Linked DNA regions of Mus musculus: all the other regions are linked to region 1. A link is a contact called in public Hi-C, HiChIP or PLAC-seq and promoter capture Hi-C data. All regions are on one chromosome and are shown on one strand. Each heading gives the region's core, a stretch centred on a gene start, on an enhancer-like site or on the middle of the called end of the contact. The rest is flanking DNA. Distances are from core to core; before and after follow the strand shown.

Region 1 (3,933 bases), core at 861-3,360:
TAAGTTTCAGAACAGCCTGGGATACACAGGAAAGCCCTGTCTCAAAAAAAGAAAAAAAGTTTCTTTCGGTTTAAAATCCAGAGGTAGTGTCATTATAATAGAGAGGGGAATCATGTCAACCAGGATGTGGCTCCTGTGTCTTGGTGGCTCCAGTAGCCGAGAGGAAGGCAGGAAGCAGGGCAGGACAGGGCAGGGCTGTAACCTTCAAGGCATGTTCCTTAGCTGCCTACCAGCTAGGTCTGATGTCCCAAAGGTTCCACCACCTGCAACAGTGTTATCAGCTGGAAAGCAAATGTGCAAACCATAAGCCCTTGGCTGACATTTCCTATGGAAACAATAACCACTTGTCAGAAAAACACAGTAATATTAAGGACCAAAGCAAGAGCCCAAGATGGGAGCCAAAAATGAATTAGAGGTCTGGGGGACACAAGAGAGCCAGGTTACCCTGTTACCCAGTAGCTCCCACAAGGTAGCCTGCAGAAAAACACCCTATGATCCTCCATTCCGTTGCAGGAGATCCTGGAATCTGCACTGCAGAAAGATCTATAGGTACTACCTCTGTGATAGAGAACTGTGTGAAGGTTTCTGCGGTTGGTGCTGCCAGCAGGGAAGGAAGATGGTCTAACAATTGCTGTTGCTCCTCAGAAGGTCACTGGTAACCACAAGAGAGGGAATTTCAGAAACATCGTGGGAGTGGAAGCCAGATTGTGGTGGGCGGGAGAATGAATGGGAGGCGAGAAAGAGAGGATGGCAAACAAGGACCCCTTTGGGGGAGTCGTTTGTGTAAGTGACAGAAGTGAGAGCGTCATCCCCCTCAAAGGCTGCCCTTCATCTCCTGGAGAAAGTTGGAAAAGAGGATTAAGGAAATTTGAAGGCTGAGTAAGATTCGCCACAGACAGTCAGAACTTTCCAGGGAGGCTAGCTAGGAACTGTCGTGTGCTGAGCTGAATTCCTGCTGCCAAGTCTCAAACCAAGCCCAATGTGTGTGTTCTGGGTCTGTACACTCAAGCTAGGTTAATCCACTGTCCCAGATCAGACCTTGTTACCACTCTCCCCAAAGCTCTCCAGCAACCAATGACTCTATCTCACCTCACACCAGGGGCCACTTGTGTTTCAAACCTCTCTTTCTTCTGCCCTGCTTCTTTCTTTGTCTTCCCCTCTACTTGACCTACTATGTTGACCCTGCACTCCTACTACGTTGACCCTGCACCCAGGCCTCTTGGAGCTACCGCTGTCCCGCTCCCATTAGCATTCTGGTCATCTTGGGCTCTTCCCGCCTCGTTGTCCCACTTAAAAAGAGCCAGTACCCTGCCAGTCTCTGCTATAGAAGCACGCGGAAACGATTCCATTTCTTCTCATGGCTCTATACCTTCTGAACTGTGCCTTCCGCAGAATCACCAGCTAGTGGGGCTTCATTAATGATTGCATGATACGCATAGAATAAATGTTTAGATTATGGGGCATTCCACTGATCCATTCTTCTTCTTCACCTTCCCCTCAGCAAGAGGCTCTAACACTCTTTGGTCATTTCTTTCCAAGAATCAGAAGCAGGTTCCAGACAACTGCATCTGATGGTACAGGTGTCTCCCAGCCCCTGGGACAAAGCAACCCTGGAGGGTTTGCACAAGGGAAAGATCTGGATTCCTTCTCTGAGGTTATGCCTTGATTCTTTCCTTCAGTCTCTCTAGTTCTACACATTGGCCCAGACGGGATCACGGATGCTGTTAACAGTAAGCACTGTGTTGCGAATCAATGAGACAGTCACTCACTGTAAAGGACTAAAACACTACCTAAGTTCTGGTGGTTATCAGGCTCCTGCGGTCGTCGTAAAATAGCAGATCAGCGTCACGACACCAACAAACTGCATTTGTCATTTTCGATGTCGAAAACTCCCAGGGCAATACAGCTTTAAGAAGTTTGTTCCTCTACAAAGACTACTTCTGCCTGTCCGCAGCTGCTCCGGCAGGCTTAAGACGACTATGAGCGAAGCCCCACCTCCTCGGTCTTTAAGCCACGCCCCTCGCGTAAGCTCCGGCCTCCTAGGCCCCTTCGGAATTAATTGGCACTTCTCTACACCAATAATAAGTGATATTGCTGTCAACGTCCGGTGACGGGACGGGACTTCCGTGATGGTTGCTAAGACACTCTGGCTCGCTCCTTGACAACCCTGGCGGGGGTGCGCTGGCTGTGGCCTCGGCTCCGGCCCCCGCGGGAGCAGGTGAGGGCGCGGAGTGCGGAGGGCAGCGCGGCGGGGAGGGCTGGCCCTGAGGGAGGGCGGGAGGATGCGCGGGGCGGACAAGGCCTGGCCCAACGCTAGGCCCCACCTAGGTCCCCAGCCCGCGGTTCCCGGCCCAGGACCTCCCCTTGTCCCACGTAGGAGACCACGGAGCTTGGCAGTGACATTGCGCACCAGCACCACTTTGCAGGCCGCTCCTCCTCACTCATCTTGGGTCCTGTTTAGCTCCATGCCCTCGCATCCTCCCTGTTTTGACTCCCACTGCACTTTGTCCCCGCACCACCTCGCTGCTGACTGGTGGTCTAAATCGCCTCGTCCCAGATCACTTGGTTTGGAGATTTGGCGATACTCTGGGATTCTAGGCTGACTATTGCCCGACGGGGGGCACTCAGTCTTCCCATCTATAAAGTCGAAATTGGGTTGAATGGTCGCAAAGGCCTTTTGGACTCTGACGTCCTAGCATGATGTTGTGGGACTTAACTGTCAACGCCCCTTAGGATGTGTGTTCTCCTAACCTTTTATGTAATGCAAAGAATTTGGCAAACTTAAGTTGGATTCCCATTGGTAAGAACTACCTAAGATCTCTCTGGGCACCAGTCAGTGCATCTATAAAGCCAATAGTCTGAAGTTCATCTCCTTTGGCAAATGAAGTACAAAGGGTCCAGTCCAGTGTAGACGGTACTTGCTCACTTGTCTTTTTTCTGTGTGTATGTGCGTTCCTGTGTGTGCAGTTACATGTGGAGGCTGGAAGTCAACATTCGGTGTCTTTCACAATCACTCTCCACCTTATTGTCTGAGACAGGGTCTCCCTCTTTGATGCCAGGAGCTCACCACTGGGCTTCATGGCTAATGAGCTTCCAAGGATCCATCCTCTCAGCTGCCTCTCCAATGCTGGGCTCACAGGCATGGCCGCCTCACCCAGCCCTTTACACGGGTGCTGGGATAGAAAACTCTGGTCTTCATACTTTTGTAGCAAGCACTTTATAAACTGACCTCCACCCCCTAATTTCTTCTTTTTGTCTGTTATGACCTCACACTTTCCCTCCTGGGAAGAGCCCAGTGCTTTCCTGCGCAGTATCCCACTCAGTAGCCACTGTCTGCAGATGAACCTCAGGCCTGCTGTCTGGCTCTGCTCTTCCCCTGTGGCTAGGAATTCTTGGGGTACAGGAGTGAGGAAACTGAAAGAGGTTGGTACAGTGATACGAGGATTCATAGCTTCCCTTTTCCAACCATCCATGACTCTGCCATCTTTTCCTCCTGACTAAATGTCTCCATTTGCATTTTGCCAGCTGCTAGCATCAAGCTGGCCTGCCTATCTGTTCTACCTGGTTTCTTCCATGCTCTGGTAGGCTCATCCCTCTGAGAAAGTTATCAAGTTACCTTGATTCTCTCTCCGTGGGGTATCACACCCTCCCCATTCCTGAGACCATTCTGGCCTCTTAGGCCTGTTTTCTGGGCTGATCGCTGTAGCTTCCTGGCTGCCATCCCTGTCAATCCAACTCCCCAACCTCTGTGCTGCCAGCCACCCTGAAAGCTCCAAGAAGCCAGGCAAGGTCGTGATGCTTGCAACCCAAGGGCTTGGCTGTGTCAGCAGTATCACAAGTTCAAGGTCATCAGGAGCTCAGTGGTTCAGTGAGTTCAAAGCCACCCTGTGTTATGTGAGAGCAAAAACAGAATCCAAGGTTGTTTTTTTTTTA
Region 2 (3,638 bases), core at 421-2,920, 330 kb after region 1:
AATGGAGGGCAGGTGACAGGATGAGGAAGGGAAGCTGGGACAGTGGACTCCAGACGGAAGATTTGTTCCAAAGGACCTGCGATGACCAAGAAGGGGAGGAGAGTGGCTTTAGGCAGCGCTGGCTGAGTTCCATCTCCAGACAGGTTCACCCTTGATCCATACCCCCGCGTGAGGGCTGAGGTACCTCCAATTCCCTTTCTGGAAACCACAGAGTGAACATCAACTCTGTCTGCTGTCCTCACTGGAGAGGGTTAAATGAGCTGAATGCCTCTCCTGGCGCTGCAGCAGAACAGGCCTACGTTTGGAAAGCTGGGCCCATGTTGGAAGGTTTGGGTGGTAACATTGCTAGGAGGACATTGATGCTTGCTGTGTTCTGCTCAGTCTTGCCAAGGCCCCACGGCCTGGGCTCTGACCACTGAGGCTGACTGCTGTCCAGACCAGCTGCCTCTGGTGAGGATTTGTGCCCTGCGTGGCCAAGGCTTCAGGAGAGAATGCGGGCCTGTCATACAAAACCTGCCAATTGTGAATCAATTGACAAACGCAAAGCCAAAAAGCACCAAGCGGGCCATGCTCAGTCCACCACCTGGGCAGAGAGAGCCAGTTGCCCGGTTTACCATCACAGAGGCCTCTGGAGGCAGCTCCTCCTCATTCTCCTGGTCTTCTGATCGGCATCCCCAGGTCCACCAGATGAACATGGCCATCTTGCTGGGCTGTGTGGGCCTGGGCAGACCTTTTGCCCTCTCTGGGCCACAGTATCCTGCCCTCCTGCCCTGTGATAGGACCTGGTCTATAGGTCTCCCAGCAATCTCCTCAGCCTCGGGGAGAAGATGCGGTTATTATGAAGTGACTCTTTCTGAGATGTGCTTCCGGGGTGATCAGAGGTACTATGTCCACAGTAACAGTTGTGTGTGTGTGTAGAGAGAGAATGTAGGTGTGTCATAAGTTGGAGCTTTGCATGACCCACTGTAAATATCATTTTAATAGCCTTGTGCTGGGACCTTCCATGGTGGAGCTGGAAGCTGGTGGGAAGCCTTCATTAACTCTCCCATGACCTGGGAAGGCTATGGTCCTTCTTCCTCGTTTGCAGTTAAGGACATTCAGGCATTGTCTGGGGGATGACTTTGTTGAATGAGCACCTCTGGGTCCCTGACTCACGTGTGAGTTCTTGGTGAGGGGCAGGGGGCTCAATGGGTGAAACTACGTTGGAATCTGAGGGACTGTCACAGTGGATCTGAACGGCAGAGGACAGAGCAAAGAAAAGTGTCTGCCTGGAGTTTTCTCTGACCACACATCCTTGGTCCTTGTCCACGCCCCTCAGTCCCTATGCTTTATTCCCAAAGCCCCTGGCCAGTGTTCTCTACAGCCTTCAGGCTACTGAGCCCTAAATCTCTTTTGCAGTGCCAGGAGTCTCAGCTGATTCTCTCGGGGGTCCCCGCAGCTTTGGCTGGAGATAGGGCAAGGCCTGAGTATAGGAAATCTTAGTTTTGTGTGCCCCTCACCCAGGGTGGCAGCGTCAGAACACGCTCTCCGGGGGCTGCGGGCCCTTTAAATCCTCCGGGGCGGCGGCGGCGGGCGGGGGATGACATCAGCGGGCGGGCCCGGGGCTCAATGGGAACCGCGGGGACGCGCGCGCGGGTAGGGAGCGCGCGAGCCGGCGGCGGGGGCGGGCGGCGGGAGGCGGCGGAGCGCGGAGCCTGAGCCCGGCCGGGCCGAGCGCAGCGCAGCGGGCCGGGGAGAGGCTGGCGCGCCCGCGGCCCGGCGAATCCTCTGGCATCCGCCCCGGCGGCCGCCCCGGCGCGGTGAGCATCGGGGGCCGGGGAAGCGGGGTTCCCTCCGCCTCTTTGTGTTTTCTTTTTGCGCGAGCGCGGGGCGGACACGCGCATCCGCGCAGGGCTGGGGGCGCCGCCCGTGAGGACAAAGGCGCGGCCGGGGACGCGGAGGGGACGGGCGCTTCGCAGGCCGCCGGGTGCACCGAGGCGGCCCCGGGTTGGGGCGGGGGACCTGCGGCAGGGGCCTGGCTGGGGTCCCGGGGGCGCTCGGGTTCCGGGCCGGCCTCGGCCCCTCCTCTGTGTCCTGGGCTCCGGGTCACCGAGGCCGTTCTCGCGTAGGGTGGGGGCGCGCGGGGGTCCTAAGTGATGGGGTGCGTGGTCACCCGGGCCACCGGCTTTGTTTTCCTTTGTGGCGAGAAGAAGGGAGGGGGTTATTTATCGCTTGGCTTCTCATTGCGGTGTGCGAGACAGCCTTGTGCTTCAAGCCTGTGAAAGCTGGGTGCCTGGGCGCCTCAGAGGCAGGGCTGCGACTTAGGCCACCCCCTCCCCCTACTTTGTCCAGAGTTTCCCCACATATTTCTTAGCATAGCCTCCCTTTGGAAAGGGGGTCTAGAGAGAGAGAGAAGGGGGTGCAGTTCCAATGAATACTTGCGTTTGGGACGCCTTTCCTAGGTTTAGGGCATTCCTTCAGTTTTTATTCTACTGATTCATTGACCAGGGTCTTGGCCCTGTGGAAGGTGGGTGGTGTGTGTGTCAGGAGGTGTGTGTGTATGGCAGGGTGACACGGGACTGCCCATGTGCCCAGCTGCTTGTAGTTGTAATTTTTCTAACCAGCTGAGAAGTCTTGACTCCTCATGGCCACCCCCCCCTTTTTTTAACTTTGTTTATTCCCCTCCCCCACCCCTCCCGTAAGGGACAGAGTGAAGAATTGGAAAGCTACTCTGATTTCCTGAAGGAGCCCCCACCCCAAAGTCAATTTCTTGGGGTGGCGGTGGAGGGGGGCTTTTAAGTGGAGGAGGGCTGGGACACGCTAGACTCCAGGGCTCTGGTCTCCAGGGTGGGGAGACCCTGGCGTTGGTAGGGTCCTTCAGGGTTGGTGATTGTGCAGAGAGCCGTGAGTGGAGAGGGGCTTGGGGGGTCATGTGCAGTGTATTTATGTAAGACTCCCAGACAGAGGGCACTGGTATTTATATAACCTGGCGTGGGTATTTATGTAATATAGGATGCAGTATATTTATGTTCCTTTCCTAACCTGTGGCTTTCCCAGATGCCATGTATGGTCTCTGAGTCGGCGTTAGTGGAAACCCGGCTTTGGGGGGGGGGGGTGTTTGTGAGTACACAGCCAGCCCCCCCTTTCCTGTAGGGATCCTAAGTGTGAGCCTCTACTCCCATGTTCCCCTTGGCGGGTGCCCTTAGCAAGCTGGACCATGTGTGGACCTGTGGTGCCAGGCTGGTGGGTTTTCTGCAGATATGCAGTCCTGTTCTTGGCAATCAGGGCAACTCAGCCATGTGGGCAAAGACCCATGATGGGAGAGCCCAGAGTTTGGCTGGCACCCAGCGGCAGCCACTTCCTTGTGGCTGGTAGAAGGACAGTGGTGGCTCTCGGGGACTTAGTACTAGGCTAGGGTGTCTCTCCTGGCTTGGCTCTCTCGCTTCTGGGGCTGATGGAGGAGCCCCAGTGAATCTCTCCTGGTTTCCTTCCAGGCCTGGTATCTGGGGGCAGGCTTGGCACAGGGAAAGGGTCAGCACCCCTTACCCCCAAGCAAGCCAGCAGTCACTGTCTCACCGAAGGGTTTTACTTCTCAAGCCTGGAGTGAAATAAGTTCTGGGTAGGAGGCCACCAGGTGGGCCAGCTGGACCCCTGTTTGG
Region 3 (3,468 bases), core at 459-2,958, 400 kb before region 1:
ACCTGGCCATCCTGTTCGGAAGCGCTCTTCAGAGGTAATCAGGCGTTCCCACTGGCGTACCCTCGGGGACCTAACAGCAGCTTATGCCGGTGCACGAGGTGTGCTAGGTGCTGCCCATAAAATAGGGCTCCAGTCACCCCAGAGCTCTCTCATCTCTGTCAGAACTCTTATCTCTGTCTCCCTGTGTGTCTGCCTCCATCTATCTATCCCTCATGTCCACACTCCAAGGCACACCTTGGCACCACCTGCCAAAAGTACCCCCACCTCACCTCTCACGGCATTTGTCCTATCACTGGTGTTGGGACTCAGATTCGAACCATGGTTGTTGCAACCATAACATACAGTACTAATCACTATACAACCACAGCTGGCCACACATGGATACCCACTCTTCAGCTCATTTCTCCTCGTGGTTCAGTGTCCCACCATGCTACACACCATCTCTCAACACACCAGAGAGCACATCTCTCGGTCCTTTCTCTTACTATTTCTTCAGCCCTGGGAACTTTTCCGTCTTCCAGTAGGTTCTTCCTCCCTAGAGCAAAGAGCCCCTCTTTCTAACTTTCCCAGAAACCCTGCCTATCTCCTTAGCGTTGGGCAGCACTAATAATCCTGGAGTTGCCAGCTCCCAGAAGGAGAGAGCCTTGTCTTGCTCTCCCTGTCATCCTCACGGTTGGCTCATTGCCTGGACCTTTAATAACTGTGTCCCTCCAGGTCAATCCCCCATGAAGGCATTTCTGCACCCGTGTCCCAGAGATGATGGAGGACCACAGAAAAATCCCAGTAGGGAAAATGTTCCTGCCTACATCCCCCTTCTGAGTTCCGCAGGCGAGGGAACATCATCAGACCTCAGGCCATCGGAGATGACTGGGGCGCAGCAGTCAGAGATGCTGCGCCCCAGCTCAGGCACCCCCGCCACTAGCACAACCAAGCAAGCTCCCCTCCCCACCCCAGCCCGGTTCTAGAACTATTTGTAGATATTTATAGCGCCCTCCCCCAGCCAGGAGCCCTCCTCCGCCCTGGGCAGTGCAGTGCAAAGAGAGGGAGACCCCTCCCCAGTAGAAGGTGGGGGCCTCTCATGCTAAGCTTTTCCCTGCTCCCCACTAAGGCAGCTGTAGTTACAGCTCCAGCCACAGCCCCCACACTCGCCCAGCACCCCAACCGCGCCTGGGCCTCGGCCAGCAGCCGCAGCAGCCCGGGATCGGGGGTGGGGAAGGCAAGAGCTGAGGCCTCGCGCCCCCAGCCCCGAGCTGCGCCGGAGGTGGAAGGGAGCGCAGCGCACAAAGCATGGCTGGAGCTCCGCGCCTCGGGACGCCCCCACCCCACCCCGGTCCAGCCAAGGGAGGGGGTCGCCGCGCCAGGCTCTGCCCCGCGGCCACGGAGAGCTGCGGAGAGCAGGCGGGTGGGGGCAGGGGGCGCCGGTTAAGCAGTCCCCCACATCTCGCCCCTACTCGGCCCCATGCCCCCGCCCCCGGGGCTGCGGGACCACCACGGGGGGAGACGGGAGTGGGGAGGACGCGGAGGCGAGGCCTGGGGTGCGGGGAAGATGCAGGGCTGCGGCGCGGGTCCCCGGCTCCAGGGTCAACTCACCCATCGTCCGCTGGGTCTCAGCAGCGGCGGTAGAAGCAGCGGCGGCGGCGGCTCCGGGGCCCCCGGGGTCCCCGGCGGGGAGATGCTGGCGTCCGCCGCAGCCTCTCCTCGCCCCATCCCGGGCTCCGGCGGCGGCGGCTGCGGCGGGCGCCCGGCATCGCAGGCAGCGCGGCCCGGGCCCGGCCCGATCCCCGCCCCCCACCCCACCTCCACCCCGTCCCGCGGGCCCGGCGCGGCCGCTTGACTGCACCCCGGGGCGGTAGCGGGGGCGCGGCGGCGAGGCCGAGCGCTGCGCTGGAGGTGCCCGCTCCCGCCGGCCCCCGCCCCGCCCCCGCGCGGCCGCGTCCCCTCCCCCGCCAGCCGGGCTTTGCGCGCTCCGGGCCAGGGGCGCCTGGACCGCGAGCTCCCGCCACCGCCCCGCGCCTCTTTCGTGTGTATGTGTGTGTTTCTGTGTGTGTGTGTGTGCGCAGCAATCGGACGCGCGAGTGTGCGCGTGCCCTGCCTGTGACCGTGCGTGCGCCGGCCCACTGCCCGGGCGTCCTGTGCGGGTGTGTGTGCTGTGTGAGGCGGAGCTGGCCAAAGTGCTTGTCGGGCTCTGCGTGTGAGTGGATCTGTGTGTCTGTGTTCTGCAGCGTGTGATAGATTGGCCCTTATGTGCATGGGGTGTGTAGATAGATCCGTACTGTGGCGTGATTGTGGGCATACTGTGGCTGGGGGCACAGGCCTCCTGTGTGGTGGTGTGACAAAGTCCTGACCGGTGTGTACATCACTGTAGCCCTATGCAGAGGCCTGGTACAGGAAAGCGTCTAAAACACTGGGTACTGGGTCGACACAGTGTCCGTGCTAGTTTGTGTCTTGCTCGGATGTGTTGGCCTCTGTACATCCTTCTGCCTCCACCCTCTTCATCAATGCACAAAGCCACCCATGAGGCGCAGAGGGTGACAGAATGTGCTGGATCTGGGATTCAACCCCAGACTTGGAGGTTTCTCCATTCTTCTTCCCCACCCCCCACCCCCAGGATGCTGCTTATAATGGGCATCTCTAGCACTCAGGTCACCTATGATAGATTTATTTATTTTGTTTTTTCAAGACAGGGATTCTCTTGTGTAGCCCTGGCTGTCCTGGAACTCAACTCTGTAGACCAGGCTGGCCTTGAACTCACAGAGATCTGCCTGCCTCTGCCTCCTGAGTGCTGGGATTAAAGGCGTGCACCACCAACACCCGGCTCTAAATGATCTAAATATCCCCAGAGCCCTGCTGGATTGCAGTCAGAAGCACCTGACATGGGTGCTGGGACTTGATCTCAGATTCTCTGGAAGGGTGCTCTTAACCACTGAGCCATTTCTCCAGCCCTGACACTTTTTCTTGATTTGAGGCATTCTGTTGTGACCTAAAAACCAGTACACCACCTCTATAACTTGTCTCCCTCTCAAGGTTATCAATTTGTCTGAATGTATTTACTTATTGTGGCGCTGGGAATGAAACCCAGACCCTCCCATATGCCAGCCAGTTACCATAGGTTATATTCCACACACAACTTGCATGGCCTTTGATTTCAGTATAATGCAAAACACTCCCATTTGCCTGCCCTGAGCCTTCTGCATTAGGAGGCAATGAGAAGTACCACCCCCTGCAGTTGTGTGGAGGAAAAGAGATGGCCTGGCCTTGCCCTGCACAGAGTTGGACACATCTGGAAGGTTCTGGAGACCTGCTGCTTGCTCTCTCTCCCCACCCCGACCCCCCACTCACCCTTGGATCTTTGTTTTCCTTCCTTTTCCAAATTCCCAAGCTTCTTGGGAGGCCTCTGGGAAGGAGGAGGAGCTGTCTCGGTTAGGGTCATACCAAAGTCCGCCTCCGTGTCTTGGGGTTTCTTTCCTG
Region 4 (3,443 bases), core at 474-2,973, 430 kb after region 1:
TCTATCCAGCCCCGGTCCTTGGGATGGCCTCTGCTTTCCCTGTTTCCCCTGGAAAACAGGCTGTGCATCTCAGCTTCCAGAGCGTCTTGCAGAGCTCTCCTGCCATCATACTGCAGATGGGGACCCTGGAATCCTCACAGTGGTAGCAGAACTCACTGGGCTCAAAGTTAAAATATCACTGATTCCACCCCCTAACTAGTTCAGTTGCCACCTCCTCGGACTCCAGCACCCTCGGGTGGGGGAGGGGGTAAGAGGGAAAGTCTTGAGTGGGATCACGGGGGTTCCCAGAACAGGTGTTCTCAGGCAGCGCTCCTCTCCCACATTAACCCTTCCCTCAGGAAGATCAGGGGTTAGCACTGGCTGCTGATCTTGCTGGGCATGGGTAGACTCCAGGTGTGCCAGCTGGCCCAGTATTTAAGTAGCCCTGGGGTCCAGGGTGGAAAGGGGGAGGATGACGGAGGGTGGAAGGGGCGGGAGAAAAATTCCAGACCTGGTGTGACCACCGATCGGTCTACACAGAGGTCCAGTCTAAGGAGTCCAACCTGAGGAGTGTGACAGTGGGCCTCATGCCATCCTCCTGGACCCAGCAGGTGCAGCCTCAGACACCCAGACCAACCACAGTCGCCAACAGAATAGTCCGGGAGCCTTGTGTTCTCCAATCTGTCACAAACTTTCTGGCCTTGCCTGTTTCTCCTGAGACTGGAAGAATGGGACAATCCAGGGGTGGACAGTCCATACTGAGCCGGAAAACTTGGGGCTAAGGAAGGACTCCCATGTACTAGGTTCCCAGATCCACCAGGTGGCCAGGAGAAGACTGGCTCGCTAACCTCTGCTCTATTCTAAGCTGCAGGCACCCGCGCTGGGCGAGGAACAAACACTGATGTCACATGGCTCCAGCCAGGGGAAACTCCAGAGACAACAGGGACCGGGCAGTCCCGGCTGGTGGAAAGGGGGAGGATGACGGAGGGTGGAAGGGGCGGGAGAAAAATTCCAGACCTGGTGTGACCACCGATCGGGCCACTTCCTTCGCTCGGGTCCTTATTCCGCATTTGCTCCAGTGGACACTGGTGCGCACCCACTTCAAGATACACTGGGCTAGTGTCAGTCTCCAAGGAGCGCGTGCGGCCACACACACAAACACACACCCCGAAGTACACCGTGTGCACGCAGCCCGCAGAACTCAGGACGCTCCCCAAAGAACACAGCCGCACGCACGCCACCGGGAGACGTAAACAAACCGCGCACACAAGGTGCTGGGCGCGGCTCCAGGGACTGTTCTCACCGAGTCACGTACGTGCACGCCCCGCCCCCGCCCCCGCCCCGGCTTCCTCCGGGGCCCGCGCACCGCCTCCCAGCCAGCCCCTCGGAGGCCCCTCCGGGAGCTGATGTTAAGGGGGCGCCGAAGGGGCAGGAGGACCACGCGCCGCCCAGGCAGGACCCGGAGCTCACACTTCTGGAGCTCGGTCCCCGTCCCTGACGCGTCCTTACCGCTCTCCGCCAGGCCCGGCGCTCAGTGCGTGCTTGTCGCGGCTGTCGCGGTGGCGGTCCTTGGCCGCTCTCGAGCCCCACTCCTCTCCGATCGGGACCGCAGTTCACTAGGAACCCGGCTCCGCGCAGCGCCGCTCCGAGTTTTGTTATGGGGCAGGCGGCGAAGGGGGCTGGAGCCGCGCGCAGTTGTAAGGCGAGCTTCCCGGAATTACTCACGCACAGGATTCCTTTCATTCATAAAAACCCAGTCATGCAGTGACGTCACCGCCCCAGCCGCCAGCAAGCCCCAGAGCGGCCGCCTGGAGCCGAGACCCCGCCCACGCCCGAGTGAGGCGCCGCCCCCAGTAGACCCCGCTGTAGGAGCCCACAGCCAGAGCCGCCACGGTTCTCCGTGCTGGGACTGTGTCCTCTGGATGCATTCACGTGACACCTCTGGAGAACGGCGTGGGTGGAGGTGTCATTTGCTTTGCTTTACAGTTCACTGTCTGGCCTCTTCTCTCGTCGATCTACATCCTTTGTCCGGATGACCTCATCCAGTCTCGTGGTTTTAAGTGCCTTCTCTGTACCTGTGAACCGTAGGTTTGTATTTCCGAAGCCACAGCAATTGCCTACCCCTGGTCTTCACGTGGTGTCGGCTCCATATCTTCAACCCTACCTCCACTCGCCCCAGGGACGCTTTCCCTGTGGGTCGATGTGCTTGCTTGTTACTAAACTCTGATGCCTAACGTTCAGACCCCACAACTTCCAAGGTGGAAGGAGACAATGACTCCAGAAAGCTGACCTCTGATCTCTACGTACTTAGAGCGGTGGAATGGGTCCATTCACACACAGACACATAACAAATAAGTGAATTTAAGGAAAACACAAGTTATAAGAAAAAGGTGTTCAAAAAATTTACCTCTGAACTCAAGTTCTCAATTCTAGAAAATACACAATCCTGTTCACCACCCTCCCCCACCCCCCACACACCCTTTTCCTACCTTCTAGAGAGCTGAGGCTGTGCCTGGCAAATAGTAGGTGCTCAACTAATGAAGAAATCCAGTAGACCTGTATGACAGTGAGGACCCCATGTGGCTAGATCCATCGCCCACATCCTCAGCCTAGGAGAACAGGGAGCCAGGCTTCTGCATCCACACCCTACTGCCCACAGAAGTCGATCTTTTGGTAATGGCCAAGCAATGTTGTGCAATGCTGCGTTTAGCAGTGGGGTTGGCCTTCTCACACTGTCTTTCCAGTGGCAGAGTCATGAGACGCCCCGCAAAAAATGGTATCCTGGGAGAAGAGGCTTCAGAGCTCAAGTGGCTGGAGGAGAGAATGATTTGGGATCTATCACATCTTTTTATCTTTCAGTGAGATCTTTGCCCATGTCACTGATCTTTCTGGTAAGAGGGACTGGTGGGTAGAATGAAGGTGAGAGAGCTGAGGCCTCCCTGTTGGCTGTCCTGCCAGACTGCACACTGTCACCCCCTCTACCAAACTCTGAGTCACAGGATGAAACAAGGCTACCAGACCCAGGACCCGTGAAACCTCGGAGTTCTTGCTCACTTGAGATGAAAGGGGAGACCGGTTGAGGGTGTCACTTCCATCCCCTCTGACAGCCTGCAGAGGAAGGCAGGTCAGTGTGGGCACTTGTCTGGACCCTGGCCTGCTCAGGTTACTCTTTGTTTGATAAGCTGCCTTCCTGAAAGACCTGGCCTGAGGCCACTCCCACTGCCTAAGTCTGGGACATCTTCAGCATTTAAACAGAGCAAGCCTGGAGTGTTCACACTGGTAGAAATTAAGAGACAAAAGCAGAGAAACCTGCCTTTTCTTTTCTCTTCCTTTCTTTTTTCTTCCTTCCCTCCTCCTCCTCCTCCTCCTCCTCCTCCTCCTCCTCCTCCTCCTCCTCCTCCTCCTCCTCCTCCTTCTTGTTTTGTTCCAAGAGAGCACAATGGCCCTAGAAAATGACCATAGAG
Region 5 (3,695 bases), core at 427-2,926, 450 kb after region 1:
TTAAGGACACTGACTCCGCTTCCAGAGGTCCTGAGTTCAATTCCCAGCAACCACATGGTGGCTCACAACCATCTGTAATGAGATTTGATGCCCTCTTCTGGTGTGTCTTATGTCAGCTACAGTGTACTCATGTATATTAAATAAATAATTCCTTTAAAAAAAAAAAAAAAAAAAAAAAAGAAAGTAAAGGTTCAACCGAAGCTGGTAGACTGGAGATGGGGAAGAGAGCAGCTTAGTCCAAAGTAAATGAGTCACCAAACCCAGGCTCCTGGCTATTCTCCAGCAGTCCTTAAAATCAGCATTACCAACCATGTATTTATTCACTATTTATTTATTTATTTATTTATTTATTTATTTATTTATCTATTTACCTATCTATCTATCTATCTATCTATTTATTTATTTATTTATGGTATGAGTGCTCTGTGTGCATGTATGCCTGCATGCCAGGAGAGGGCACTAGATCCCATTACAGATGGTTGAGAGCTACCATGTGGTTGCTGGAATTGAACTCAGGACCTCTGGAAGAACAGCCAGTGGTCTTAACCGAGGAACCATCTCACCAGCCCCCGCGTTATTCACTTTAATTCCATCTATTGGAATTCCATGATAGTTAGGCATGAGGTCTGAGTCTTCTCAGTGACAATCACCTATTCCCAGACGCAACCGCAGCTACTTCTCAGCCTCACAGAGGTCATTCAAGTAAAATCCTACTAAAAGTGCTAAGATTCCTCCAGACATCCATTCATTTATTTATTGAGAGACAGAGTGCCAGGTTGGGATTCAACTGAACTAGTTGTGGCTGGGTTTGAACTCCTGATCCAGCATCCAAATGTTGAGATTGTACGTGTGCAATAACCACACCCAGAATTGCCTGGCATCTTGAGGTAGAGTTGGTAGGCAACAAATACAGTTTTATCACTTGCCACTAGGCTTGTTCGGGGGCTGGTTAGATACCTCAGTAGGAAAAGTGCTTGTGAAGTTGTCACAATGATCTGAGTTCGATACCCAGCACCCACGGAAAAAGGTAAATGTTTTAAACTTCAAAGCTGGGAAAGAGGAAACAAGAAGCCTCCTGGAGTTCCATAGCCAGCTAGGCTAACCCAGTGGGGGAGCTCCAGATTCAGTGGGAGACCCTATCTCAAAAAAAAAAAAAAAAAAAAAAAAAAAAAAAAAAAGCTTGTGGCACACACCAGGCAATCTGAGTTCATAGCCAGCTTGGTCTACAGAAACCCTATGTTGGCCACCACCCACCACACATATGCGCGCGCGTATTACCTCCCTCCCCACCTGAAAGTTTTTTTTATTTTGTCTTATTTCAACCTAACCGTTAATTCCATATTTTTATTTGCAATTTGGTTTGGGAGAACCTGGCAACATCAAAGCAGGCTCTTCCCGGTTATATCCTGTGGCTTTATTGATTTTCTTTCTTATTATCTTCATGTGTTGCCAGAAACAGAAAAGTTCAGAGTCCGAGCCACCCTGGATTCCTTGAGGTCGAAGGGAGCCGGGAACAGCCTCCTGCCCTTTATCAACACGTCAGCCAAACTGCCCTCACGAGAAACTTCCGCCCGCCCGAGGCATGGCCCCCATCAGCCACGCAGAATTGGCTTCAGTCAGAAGCCCGACCGCCCCCTGGCAACAGAAGCGGCTTCCATTGGGCAGTTATAGAAGATGGCGGCGCCTGACCGCGTGCGAGGTCCACGCTTGGGGTCGGGGCCACAGCCTGCCTGCGGCATGGGCTCGGTGGATTGGTGGAGAGCCGTAGTGTCGTCACGTGGGCGGGGCGCGTCAGTTTGCGGAAGTAGGAGGGCTGAGAAGTGCTGAGTAAGCCGAGGTGAGTGACGGCGCGGCGGGGGCGGGGCCTGACGGCCCTTTCCCAAACCTCCTGGTGCCCCTGTCTTGAATGTCGTCACCTGGACCCTGCTTAGGACCGGCCTCGTGTCTGCGACTCTGAGGCATGTCCTCCGTTAACTCCTATCTGGCCTCCTTGAGTGCTCCCGGCTTCTGTCCTTTCATCCCCTGGCGTCCCCAACTCCCATCCGGTGACCGCATTCTTCTCCGTTGCCGCCCTCAGTTTCCCAACTTCCAAAATCAACCCTTCTCCCAATTCATTGCCCGACTTTCACCCTGGACTGTCCACTGTCCCCAGCTCCTCTCTCTGCGCTTCTGAGTGCTCCTGGTTTTCTGCCTCATTGCCCGATTTCCCCCACGCCACCTGCTTCCTGCGTCCGTCCCTTTGTGCCCAACCCCTGAGCCCCCATTTCTAACTCCCTGCTTATCTTCTCTTGTGCCTCCGGTTTCCATTTGCTCCCCCGTGTGTTTTTCCCAGTTCTCTAGCCTCCAATCCTGGGTTCACCTCCAGCTCCCTCCGATGACCTGGAAGCTGGCGACTAGGAGCCTGTGACCCAGGTGACTGTGACTAGGGATTTGGGTGTGAGTGCGACTGGGAGGGCACAAGGGTTTATGGATCTCTGCCTGTATTTTTAATGGGCAGTTCACATGATCGCAAACAAATACCAATCCTTCCTCTAAAGTTCCCCCACCTGCCCTCTTGCCAGCCCGACAGGATTGGGCAGGTTTGGTTTGGCCTCGTTGAAGCTCCACCCTTAGACTAGTGCAGTGTTTTGTTCTGGTCTCTGCCTTCACGTGGTTCTGGAGCTTGGAGGCCATGCTCTGTTCTTGTCTGTTTTCTCACTGTGCCAGATAGGACTGAATTTTCTGCCCACATTAGTGACTGCCACGAGGCTCAGTATTTGAATGAGAAGATGTAGAAGACAAGGCTTGGTGACCAGTGTGGCCCTGTACAAGCTCCCTGCTTTGCTGTTGTTTCATAGGCAGGATGGAAAGGGCTGGGGGATAGGGAGAGAGAGGACCAAAGGGAGAGCATTCCCCTTTGTTCATGTTTTCAGTGTTTATTAATCACCCTGACAACCAGGCGCTTTTATTTCTGTTACCTTTATTCTCTGCTCCCTTTCCACTGAGCAAATATTGATGTAGCTAGCGCCCGCCCGCTGTTCCTGCTTAGCCTGGGGAAGGGAGGCCAGTGACCTCCTTTGCCAGGGTCATGCTAATACCTTTGGGGCTAGGTTTTCACTGTAGAGAGTCCCCAGTTTATTTATTTTTTTAAATTATTTTTATTTTATACATATGAATGTTTTTCCCGGATCTATGTAAGTACACTCCATGCATGCTGAATTCACTCGGATCTGGAATTAAAGGACTTGTGGGGGCTGGAGAGATGGCTCAGCAGTTAAGAGCATTGACTGCTCTTCCATAGGTCCTGAGTTCAATTCCCAGCAACCACATGGTGGCTCACAACCATCTGTAATGGAATTTGATGTCCTCTTCTGGTGCGTCTGAAGTCGGTGACAGTGTACTCACATACATAAAATAAAAAATAAATCTTTTTTTTTTTTAAAGAAGGTGTGGGTTGCCGTGTAGGTACTGGAAGCTGAGCCCGAGTCCTCTTCAGGAGTATCAAGTGCTCTTAACTTCCTGGAATCTCTCCAGCTTTGAGGGCAGTGGCAGTGACCCGCCCCAGGCAGCTATGCCCAAGGGACCATGGCAGACACTGTTCAGTGTGGCGTGTTGCTGAATCCAATTGCTCATGGGGCAGATGCCTTTCCTCCTGCACCCTGTAGGAAGTCAGGGGACCTGTGCCCTACAGTGTGACACCAGCCATGAGACTGCCA
Region 6 (3,718 bases), core at 325-2,824, 370 kb after region 1:
TGCCAGTAACCCCACCCCTCACCCACATTGCCATAGTATGACCAATAAACTCACAGGTTCATGGAGGGAGATGTGTAGAATCTTTGGTTTGTTTGGGTGCCTTCCTATTTGGGGCACGTATCTCCCCAAAGTTAATGCAACAGTCTGTTCACTAGGAAGATGGATAATAAGATAGGAAAACAATCGATACGTGTTAGAAATGAACTTTTATTAGGAGAACAGGGCACAGTGAGATGTTGACTATGGACTGCAGGTGAGGGGCTCAGCAATCTTACTCTGGGAAGGAGGTATTTGTCTCAGAACAATCCTGCTTCAGCTTCCCTAGTAAAGCCAGCCAAGCAAGACTTTGAAGACATGTCTGGGGAAACTGTAGCCCCAGCAGAGGGGACAGCAGGTGCAAAGGCATGGAAGCTGAATGCTTGTACTTGGTTGTAGGGAAAGCAAGAGGTCAGTGTTCAGGAAAAGGAGATGAGGCCAGGCATGCCTGCGGAGGGTGATGCTGGATCAAGGCTGTGCAGAGATCTGCAGATGTTGGCTTCATTTGGAATGGCATGAGGAACTAATTAAGGGTTTTGAGCAAAGTGCCATATAGTTCATCTTGGGTGGGTTCGTTTGTTTGTTTACTTTGGTGCAAAGAATTATATTGAGGGTCTGGTGAATGGTAAGCAAGCATTCCTCCAACGATTTGGATTTTTAAAGGAATCCCTGATTCTCACATTGGCACAGACCCGCCGAGGACAAGGTTGGAAAATCGGGCTAAGTAGATGCTCACAGTACCTGGGCAGAGCCTGGACATGACAGCAGTTCAGTAGTGTGGAGGTCAGAGTCTAGGGATACAGGATGTCTTGCCCAAGCTGATGGGACGAGGGGGAGAGGGAGGGCAGCACTCAAGGATAATACTAGACTTTCTGGCTTGAAGACTGGAAGCAGGGATTGGGGAATGCTGTGAAGAAGAAATGTGTGTGGAGGGGAAAGCAGCTGAGCCCGCTAAGTAAGAGGCGTCGGTAGACATTTGGAGCTGGAGATAAAAATAAACTTGGTTGCATATTACACATTTCAGTCATCTGGGTAAGACGAGGACCTCACAAATCAAAGTGGGGTAGGGGCTGGAATGACTCCTCTAGAATCGGTTCGTTAGGCTGCTAGGAATGAGGTGGGGCAGCTCCACTAGAGCAGTTTCATTTTGCATAACTATACAAAACGTTCCGTGGAAGTCCGTTCCACAGTCTCACACTCACCCTCCCTGTCTCAAACGTCAACTAGATTTCGTTTCACCTTCAGCGTTGGCATATACAAGGCTTTCAGAGAATTGAAACTCAAGCTAGCTCGCGAGTGTCCGGGACAGTCTGTATCCCGCGGGTCAGACTGTGCATCCCAGGACTGTGGTGGGTGGGACTGGACTAGGAAACCTGGGCCCTGGGTCTCTCGCGGTGCGTTTGCGAGTTGCAAGAGGACCTCACCATTCTCCTGACCCGAGATTGCGCGTGGTGCTTCGCAGCGCGCGGCCCCTTTAAGGCTCGGCGAGTGACCTCAGCGGCGCGCTCCGGCCCCGCCCCCGCCAGCGGCGTTCCTAGTGCGCAGGCGCGGCGCGGCGGTACCCGGCGGGGCTCGGGACGCGCCAGCGGCGGCCGAGATACCGGGCTGCGGCGCCGCCTGCTCCGCCTGCAGTCTCCAGCGCCATGGGCTCCTGAGGTACCCGGGCGGCGGATGCACGGGATGAACGGGGACCGGGCGGGGGCTGCACCTTGGGGAGAACTCCACTCTGGGGACTTCCCGCGGGGAGGCAGGGACTCGGAGGCCCCCAAGCGGCCCGTGGGTGTGCCCGCTTCGCCAGCGTGGCGGGGCCCTGAGTGTAACCGGACCTGCTCGTGGGGGAGTCGGGGTGGGCGGCGCGGGGCCCAGCCTCTTACCGATGGGACTGTGCGCACCGCGGTGGGTGTGCTGCAGCCTGGCACGACCGAACGGGGCGGGGAGACGTCGGTCCTCAGTGCAGTGGCTTTGACCTGGCCCGGTGGTCGGCCCTTGAGACGGTACATGCGTAAATGGGGGTGTGCGCGCGCTTTGCACACAGGTCAGTAGATTTGAAGGGGGATAGGGATCTGGGGCTCCCAGGATGCTGGGTGTTCAAAGGAACCCTAGAGATTGGTTTGGGTGTGTGGTGCCTGTTTGCCTGGGCACGCCCTTGGACACCTTGCTTGGATGCTTAGCTTGGGGCTAAGGAGCTCCAGGCAGTGGCAAAGCTAGGGAGTCTGGGGAACGGGCTCGGATTTTTAGTTTGTATCCTTTCTTGGAGGACTGTATGAGGCGGGACATCTCATCCCTCCCTCCTTGGAGGCCTTGGTGGGGCAAAGCAGGTGTCTGCCTGCCTGATACCTGGGTGTGAGGTGAAGGTCTATGTATTATTCATCTGGCTGCCAGGTGCTTTATGTAAGGAGAGAAGTAGCAATCTGTGCCCTGGAGGCAAGTGCTGCAGACTCAGCCAACACACACACACACACACACACACACACACACCCCACCAGCATCAGCAGCAGGGGGAGGTGCAGGTCTCCACGGTCTGGCTTTTTTGACAGGCTGTTTGCAGCATCCCTCTTCGTGTCAACAAGTTTGGTGGGCCCTTGGGCTCGGCACATCTGAGTATCTTGAGAGTTCTGTGCAGGGCCGGAGTTGGAACCCTTGGGTGTGGGAGCCCCAGAAGCTAGACTGGTGCTCACCCCGCACACAGATGTGAGGATCGAGGCATCGAAGAGCTCTCAGGTGCTTGGGGCAGAATCAGAATTGGAAAGAATCACAGGGATTCCAGAAACAGAAGACAAAAGACTGAGGAGTATGGAGGTGGATTCAGTGCTGGGGGGTGGGGGGTGGGGGGGATGGACAAGCCAGCAAAAAAAAAAAAAAAAAAAAAAAAAAAGGAAAAAGAAAAAAAAAGGCTTCAGTACAAAGGGACAGTCGAGCCAAAGCTGGGTGACTAACATTCCTCAGAGACTTCTTGCTTTCCATGTGTATTTTCCCAGTTTGTTCTCAGGGCAGCTGTGCCAATAATGTATCGGGCATAGATGTGGGTTAGGAAACTGAGGCAGCAGGTCAAGGCGGGTGGGGTGGGACGGGATGGGGATTAAGTGACTCCCTTGTCAGTGTGGGACTAGTAGGCTCTGGTAGCATCCTTCATCCCTGGGTCTTGCCCAAGTTGCCTTGTAACTTACTGAGCATCTACTATGCGCCCGGCTGAGGGCTGTCTCCCGGCCCTGCTGGCTCACTGCTCTCCCTGATGTCCCTGGAGTAGAACACAGAGGAACAGGATCTAATACCTTCTTCTAGAGGCTCCCAGTCTGCTGCGGAGGTGGACATAGATAGCGACCCCACTGGCCAGTGTGGGTGGTGGGGCTCTAAATACTCCCCTAAGAGCCATAGGTGACCTGGGCGTCCTTGTGTAATCCTGGGGGATGCCTTGTAGATTGCTCCCAGGGTGGTGGGGTTGGACTAGGGAGGAGAGAAGAGCTTCCGGGTGGGAGGGGATCAGTGGGCAGCTTGTCCTAGTTCTGTGGACCAGGCCTGTCGGCTGGCTGCTCTCTCCCATTTTTTCCCCTCTTTTGGTCCTGTGCACTGGATCGGGACCTCAGGCACTCTGGGCAGGCAGTGTGCTGCTGAGCCGTGTCCTCGGCCCTCCAGGACTCCCTGCCTTTGAGGCTTTGCTTCTGTTTGCCAGCTGGCCTGCCCA
Region 7 (3,600 bases), core at 387-2,886, 440 kb before region 1:
ACTTGTTTCAAAAGAACAGAAAGCCCCAGGGGTACCGGTGATAAGGGGTGTCACCTGGGCAGACTGGCAGGGTTTTTTTGTTTTTTGTTTTTTTCATATGTATGCATATGGTGTGTGTGCATATGCAGATTAGAGGTTAGCTGGGGAGTGGTGGCACAAGCCTTTAATCCCAGCAGAGGATAGGTGGATTTCTGAGTTCAAGGCCAGCCTGGTCTACAAAGTGAGTTTCAGGACAGCCAGGGCTACACAAAGAAACCCTGTCTCAAAAAAAAAAAAAAAAAAAAAGAGAGAGACAGAGAGAGAGATTAAAGGTTGATGCAGGGTCTTTCAAACCATATTTCTTGAGGCAGGTTTCCCACCGGACCCCAGAGCTTTCTGATTTACCTAGTCTAGCTCACTTGCTTCGGGGAATTCCTGTCTCCACTTCCTGAGGCTTACAGGTTGACCACCACACCTGCCTGGCATTTACATGAATACTGGGGATTTGAACTCTGGTCTTCGTGCTTGTACAACAAGTACTTTCTCTACTGGGTCCTCTCCCCACCCCCACCAGTGAGCTTTGAGCCCTGCCCCACTTCTTCTGCTTTCCCCAGTTAAAAGAGGGAACTCTGCATAACTTATGTAAATTTGATTTAAATGTGATTTTTGGCTACTGGGCTGGAGTGGTGCACATCTTTAGTGATCTCAGGACTCAGGAGGCAAAGGCAGGTAGATCTGTAAGTTTGAGGCCAGCCTGGTCTAAAGAGAAACCTGTCTCAATAGACAGACAAAAAGTTTCAAAAATTAAATAATGTGTGCCAAGCATGGTGGTGTAGATGTGAGTGTGTGTGAATGTGTGTGTGTGTGTGTGTGTGTGTGTGTGTGTGTGAGTGTGGGGGTGGGGATAGGGAGGTGTACTGTTGGTATTGGTGTTGTCTTAGTATTTACCCCTGGTTGTCTCGGAACTCAATGTGTAGGCTAAACTGGCCTTGAATTCACAGAGATCTGACTGCTTTTCTCTCTGCCTCCTGAGTGCTGGGATTAAAGGTGTGTAATACCGTATCTGAGTGTTTCTTTTTTCTTTGTAGGTTTTTTGTTTGGTTATTTTTGGGGTTTTGTTTTGTTTTTGTTTTAGACTGGGTCACATGCAGTCCAAGCTGGCCTCATACTCCTGGGTTGTTGAGTCATATCTGTCCCAGGCACATAAAAGCCATTCCAAAACATTCCAAAAGAGTAGCTACTGTTTGTGTGTGTGTGTACCTCAGGATACCTCCCCATATCCAGCTGATGGCACTGGATAAATGAGTGGTCAAGACCAGGATGGAGAGGACAGGGAAGTAATCTCAGATGGAAGCTGAGTTCCACACTGGCCCTGCCGAGTCTCAGGAGACCTCGATGCCTTGGGACCCTTGCAACAGGCAGCTGACCAGGGAGCTGGGCGCTGAGTAGGGAGGGCTCCCTGGAGAGGTGCAACCAGCCCTACTTTGTTGGGGATTGAGATCCACAGGCAGAGCAGACAGATTTCTAGGAAGATAAGAAGGTCAGCAGGACAATGAAGAAGCGGGAAGAGGCAAAGAAAAACAGATGAGTCACAGGGGCGAAGGGAAGAAGCCCAGGGAGGAAATGCATGACCCGTGTGTCACGTATACCACATCGAAGGAGGGGGAGGGGCACAGGGGATTTTTAAACCTCCACCAAGCTCAGACTCTGCTGCCAGGCGCATGCGCGCGCGCACACACAACTGCCCACCGCAGCTGGAGACCTGTAATACACACACCCCATCTGACAGATGAGCATCCAGGAGCCGGACGTGAGCAAGGGAGGGCTGCTAGGTGCTGAGGAGACCGGACATAGACAGCTGAGGTGCCAAGGGTGACATCTTGTCCTCATTTCTTTCAGAAAACTATCTGTTCTCTTCCTTGACTAGTAAAGGCTCAACTCTGACTTTCCTAAGCGTCTAAACTGATCTGAGATTCCACCCAAGTCATCCAGATCTGCTCAGGATGGTCAACAGACCTAACGGAAGCCAACAAGATCCAAGCCCAAGAGTTTATTTTGTTTGGGGGTTTTGGTTTTTCAAGACAAGGTTTCTCCGTGTAGTCCTAGCTGTCCTGAAACTCTGACAAGCAGGCTGGCCTCAAACTCAGAAATCCACCTGCCTCTGCCTCTCAGGTGCTGGGATTAAAGGTGTGCATCACCATGCCTGGCTCAGAAAATTTTTAAAGATTTTCATTTGTATTGATTTTTCAAAACAGGGTTTCTCCTGTAGTACTTGCTATCCTGGAACTCTCTGTAGACCAGGTTGGCTTCAAACTCAGGTCCCAAGAGATGCTCCTGCCTCTGACTCCTGAGAGCTGGGATTAAAGGCACACATCACCATCACCTAGCCAAGATTTGTCTTTCTTAATCTTATGAGTATTTTGTCTGTGTCTAAGTAAGGACACTGCAAACTTGTACTGGTGCCCACAGAGACCAGAAGAGAGCTCTAGGTCCCCTGAAACTGGAGTTACACATGGCTGTGGTAACTTGTGGGTGCTGGATATCAAACTCATGTCCCCTTAGAAAGCAACCCTTGTTAAGCTCTGAGCAGTCTCTCCAGGCCCACTAGCTTTACTTTGAGAAAGATCTAGTAAGTAACAAAATCTTGGCTAACCTGGAACTCTGTATGTAGACCAGGATGGCCTCAAACTTATAACAGTGTTCCTACCTCTATCTCTCAAATGCTGAGATTATGGAAGCACACCACCGTGCCCAGCTCAAGCACAAGACTGTGTGCCTGCACAGATGTGCACACAAGCAGATGTGCACTGGTTCACATGTGCATGTAGAGGCTAAGGTCCATGTCCAGTGTCATCTTTAGTCACTTCTCTACCTTGTTTTTAATTTTTTTTATGTATATGAGTACACTGTCGCTGTCTTCAGACACACCAGAAAAGGCATCAGATCCCATTACAGACGGTTGTTAGCCACGTGGTTGCTGGGAATTGAACTCAGGACCTCTGGAAGAGCAGTCAGTGCTCTTAACTACTGAGCCATCTCTCCAGCCCTCCACCTTATTTATTTATTCATATTTGAGACAGGGTGTCTCACTGAAGCTGGAGTTCACCCATTAGCTCGACTGCCTGGCCAGCAAACTCCAGGAACCCGTCTGCCTTCCCAGTCCTAGGGATGCTAGATATGTGCCACTGAGCCTAGCTTGTTTGTTTCTGTGGCCCTGATCCCTGGACTCCAGGTACTTTACCAACCAAGCCATCTTCCAAGTCTCCAGGCGCAGGGCTGTTAGGGAAAAGAACCTGTTCCTTCTGTCTGAAGAAAAGAGAAAGTGAAGCTGGGAGCTGTTGCAACCATCTCAGAAGCTCGAAGACTAACGGTACAGGGACAGCTCGCAAAGTCGAGGCCAGTGAGCTATGGAGCCGGATGGCATTGCACTGACAAATGGCCGGTACGTCAAGCTGCGAGGTCACCAACACCACCTGACGCTTGACTGTCAGCAAGCCAGCAAGTTCCTTCTCTGCCTTGGTAGTTTGGGTTGGTTTTCTTGTCATTAAAAACAAATGTATCAGTTGCTTACAAGTCTGATGGAACTCAGTCTCATTAAAGCACCTCAAAGCTTTTCAAAGA

Evidence for each region. A called contact is a pair of places that touch in the nucleus more often than the background predicts. HiChIP or PLAC-seq counts read pairs in DNA pulled down with a chosen protein or histone mark. Capture Hi-C pulls out chosen DNA fragments and counts their contacts.
Region 2: a contact with region 1 is called in a promoter capture Hi-C map of liver. The contact joins the promoter of Csnk1e here to the promoter of Dnal4 in region 1. A contact is called at or near these places in 1 of 115 datasets of contacts at active chromatin or transcription factors (pancreatic cancer cells) and 1 of 9 other capture datasets (liver).
Region 3: a contact with region 1 is called in an HNF4G HiChIP or PLAC-seq map of pancreatic cancer cells. The contact joins the promoter of Mgat3 here to the promoter of Dnal4 in region 1. A contact is called at or near these places in 4 of 39 promoter capture datasets (cranial neural crest, frontonasal cranial neural crest, liver and 1 more) and 4 of 115 datasets of contacts at active chromatin or transcription factors (embryonic forebrain, embryonic hindbrain, neural tube and 1 more).
Region 4: a contact with region 1 is called in a promoter capture Hi-C map of adipose tissue. The contact joins the promoter of Maff here to the promoter of Dnal4 in region 1. A contact is called at or near these places in 1 of 39 promoter capture datasets (pre-B cells), 3 of 115 datasets of contacts at active chromatin or transcription factors (bone marrow-derived macrophages, embryonic stem cells and pancreatic cancer cells) and 1 of 9 other capture datasets (adipose tissue).
Region 5: a contact with region 1 is called in an H3K27ac HiChIP or PLAC-seq map of extraembryonic endoderm stem cells, with 4 times the contacts expected there. The contact joins the promoter of Pla2g6 here to the promoter of Dnal4 in region 1. A contact is called at or near these places in 1 of 39 promoter capture datasets (pre-B cells), 1 of 484 Hi-C or Micro-C datasets (B cells), 4 of 115 datasets of contacts at active chromatin or transcription factors (bone marrow-derived macrophages, embryonic stem cells, extraembryonic endoderm stem cells and 1 more) and 1 of 9 other capture datasets (pancreatic islet).
Region 6: a Hi-C map of regulatory T cells shows a contact between it and region 1, with 2.6 times the contacts expected there. The contact joins the promoter of Tmem184b here to the promoter of Dnal4 in region 1. A contact is called at or near these places in 2 of 484 Hi-C or Micro-C datasets (B cells and regulatory T cells), 1 of 115 datasets of contacts at active chromatin or transcription factors (pancreatic cancer cells) and 1 of 9 other capture datasets (adipose tissue).
Region 7: a contact with region 1 is called in an HNF4G HiChIP or PLAC-seq map of pancreatic cancer cells. The contact joins the enhancer-like site here to the promoter of Dnal4 in region 1. A contact is called at or near these places in 1 of 39 promoter capture datasets (hematopoietic stem and progenitor cells), 1 of 484 Hi-C or Micro-C datasets (B cells), 3 of 115 datasets of contacts at active chromatin or transcription factors (embryonic stem cells, pancreatic cancer cells and stem cell-derived neural progenitor cells) and 1 of 9 other capture datasets (liver).

The regions. Positions count from the first base shown.
Region 1 is chr15:79,772,644-79,776,576 of GRCm38.p6, reverse strand. It overlaps Dnal4 (dynein, axonemal, light chain 4), which reads left to right and starts at 2,110. Exons shown (of 4, transcript NM_017470.2): 1 at 2,110-2,218. Gm30977 (a long non-coding RNA gene) reads right to left here and starts at 2,049. Exons shown (of 4, transcript XR_875488.3): 1 at 1,791-2,049.
Region 2 is chr15:79,440,089-79,443,726 of GRCm38.p6, reverse strand. It overlaps Csnk1e (casein kinase 1, epsilon), which reads left to right and starts at 1,670. Exons shown (of 11, transcript NM_013767.6): 1 at 1,670-1,799.
Region 3 is chr15:80,171,961-80,175,428 of GRCm38.p6, reverse strand. It overlaps Mgat3 (mannoside acetylglucosaminyltransferase 3), which reads right to left and starts at 1,708. Exons shown (of 2, transcript NM_010795.4): 1 at 1,591-1,708.
Region 4 is chr15:79,345,800-79,349,242 of GRCm38.p6, reverse strand. Maff (v-maf musculoaponeurotic fibrosarcoma oncogene family, protein F (avian)) reads right to left here and starts at 1,723. Exons shown (of 3, transcript NM_010755.4): 1 at 1,489-1,723.
Region 5 is chr15:79,326,352-79,330,046 of GRCm38.p6, reverse strand. It overlaps Pla2g6 (phospholipase A2, group VI), which reads left to right and starts at 1,676. Exons shown (of 17, transcript NM_001199023.1): 1 at 1,676-2,412.
Region 6 is chr15:79,401,159-79,404,876 of GRCm38.p6, reverse strand. It overlaps Tmem184b (transmembrane protein 184b), which reads left to right and starts at 1,574. Exons shown (of 9, transcript NM_172608.1): 1 at 1,574-1,692.
Region 7 is chr15:80,217,472-80,221,071 of GRCm38.p6, reverse strand. No RefSeq gene overlaps it. Among named protein-coding and RNA genes, the nearest start is that of Gm46521, 6.3 kb to the left of the region's middle. Within about 2 kb of position 1,636, at least 161 of the 459 cell types and tissues checked have an H3K27ac peak or open chromatin away from gene starts, as enhancers often do. A contact at or near this core is called in embryonic stem cells, hematopoietic stem and progenitor cells and pancreatic cancer cells, where this site is marked.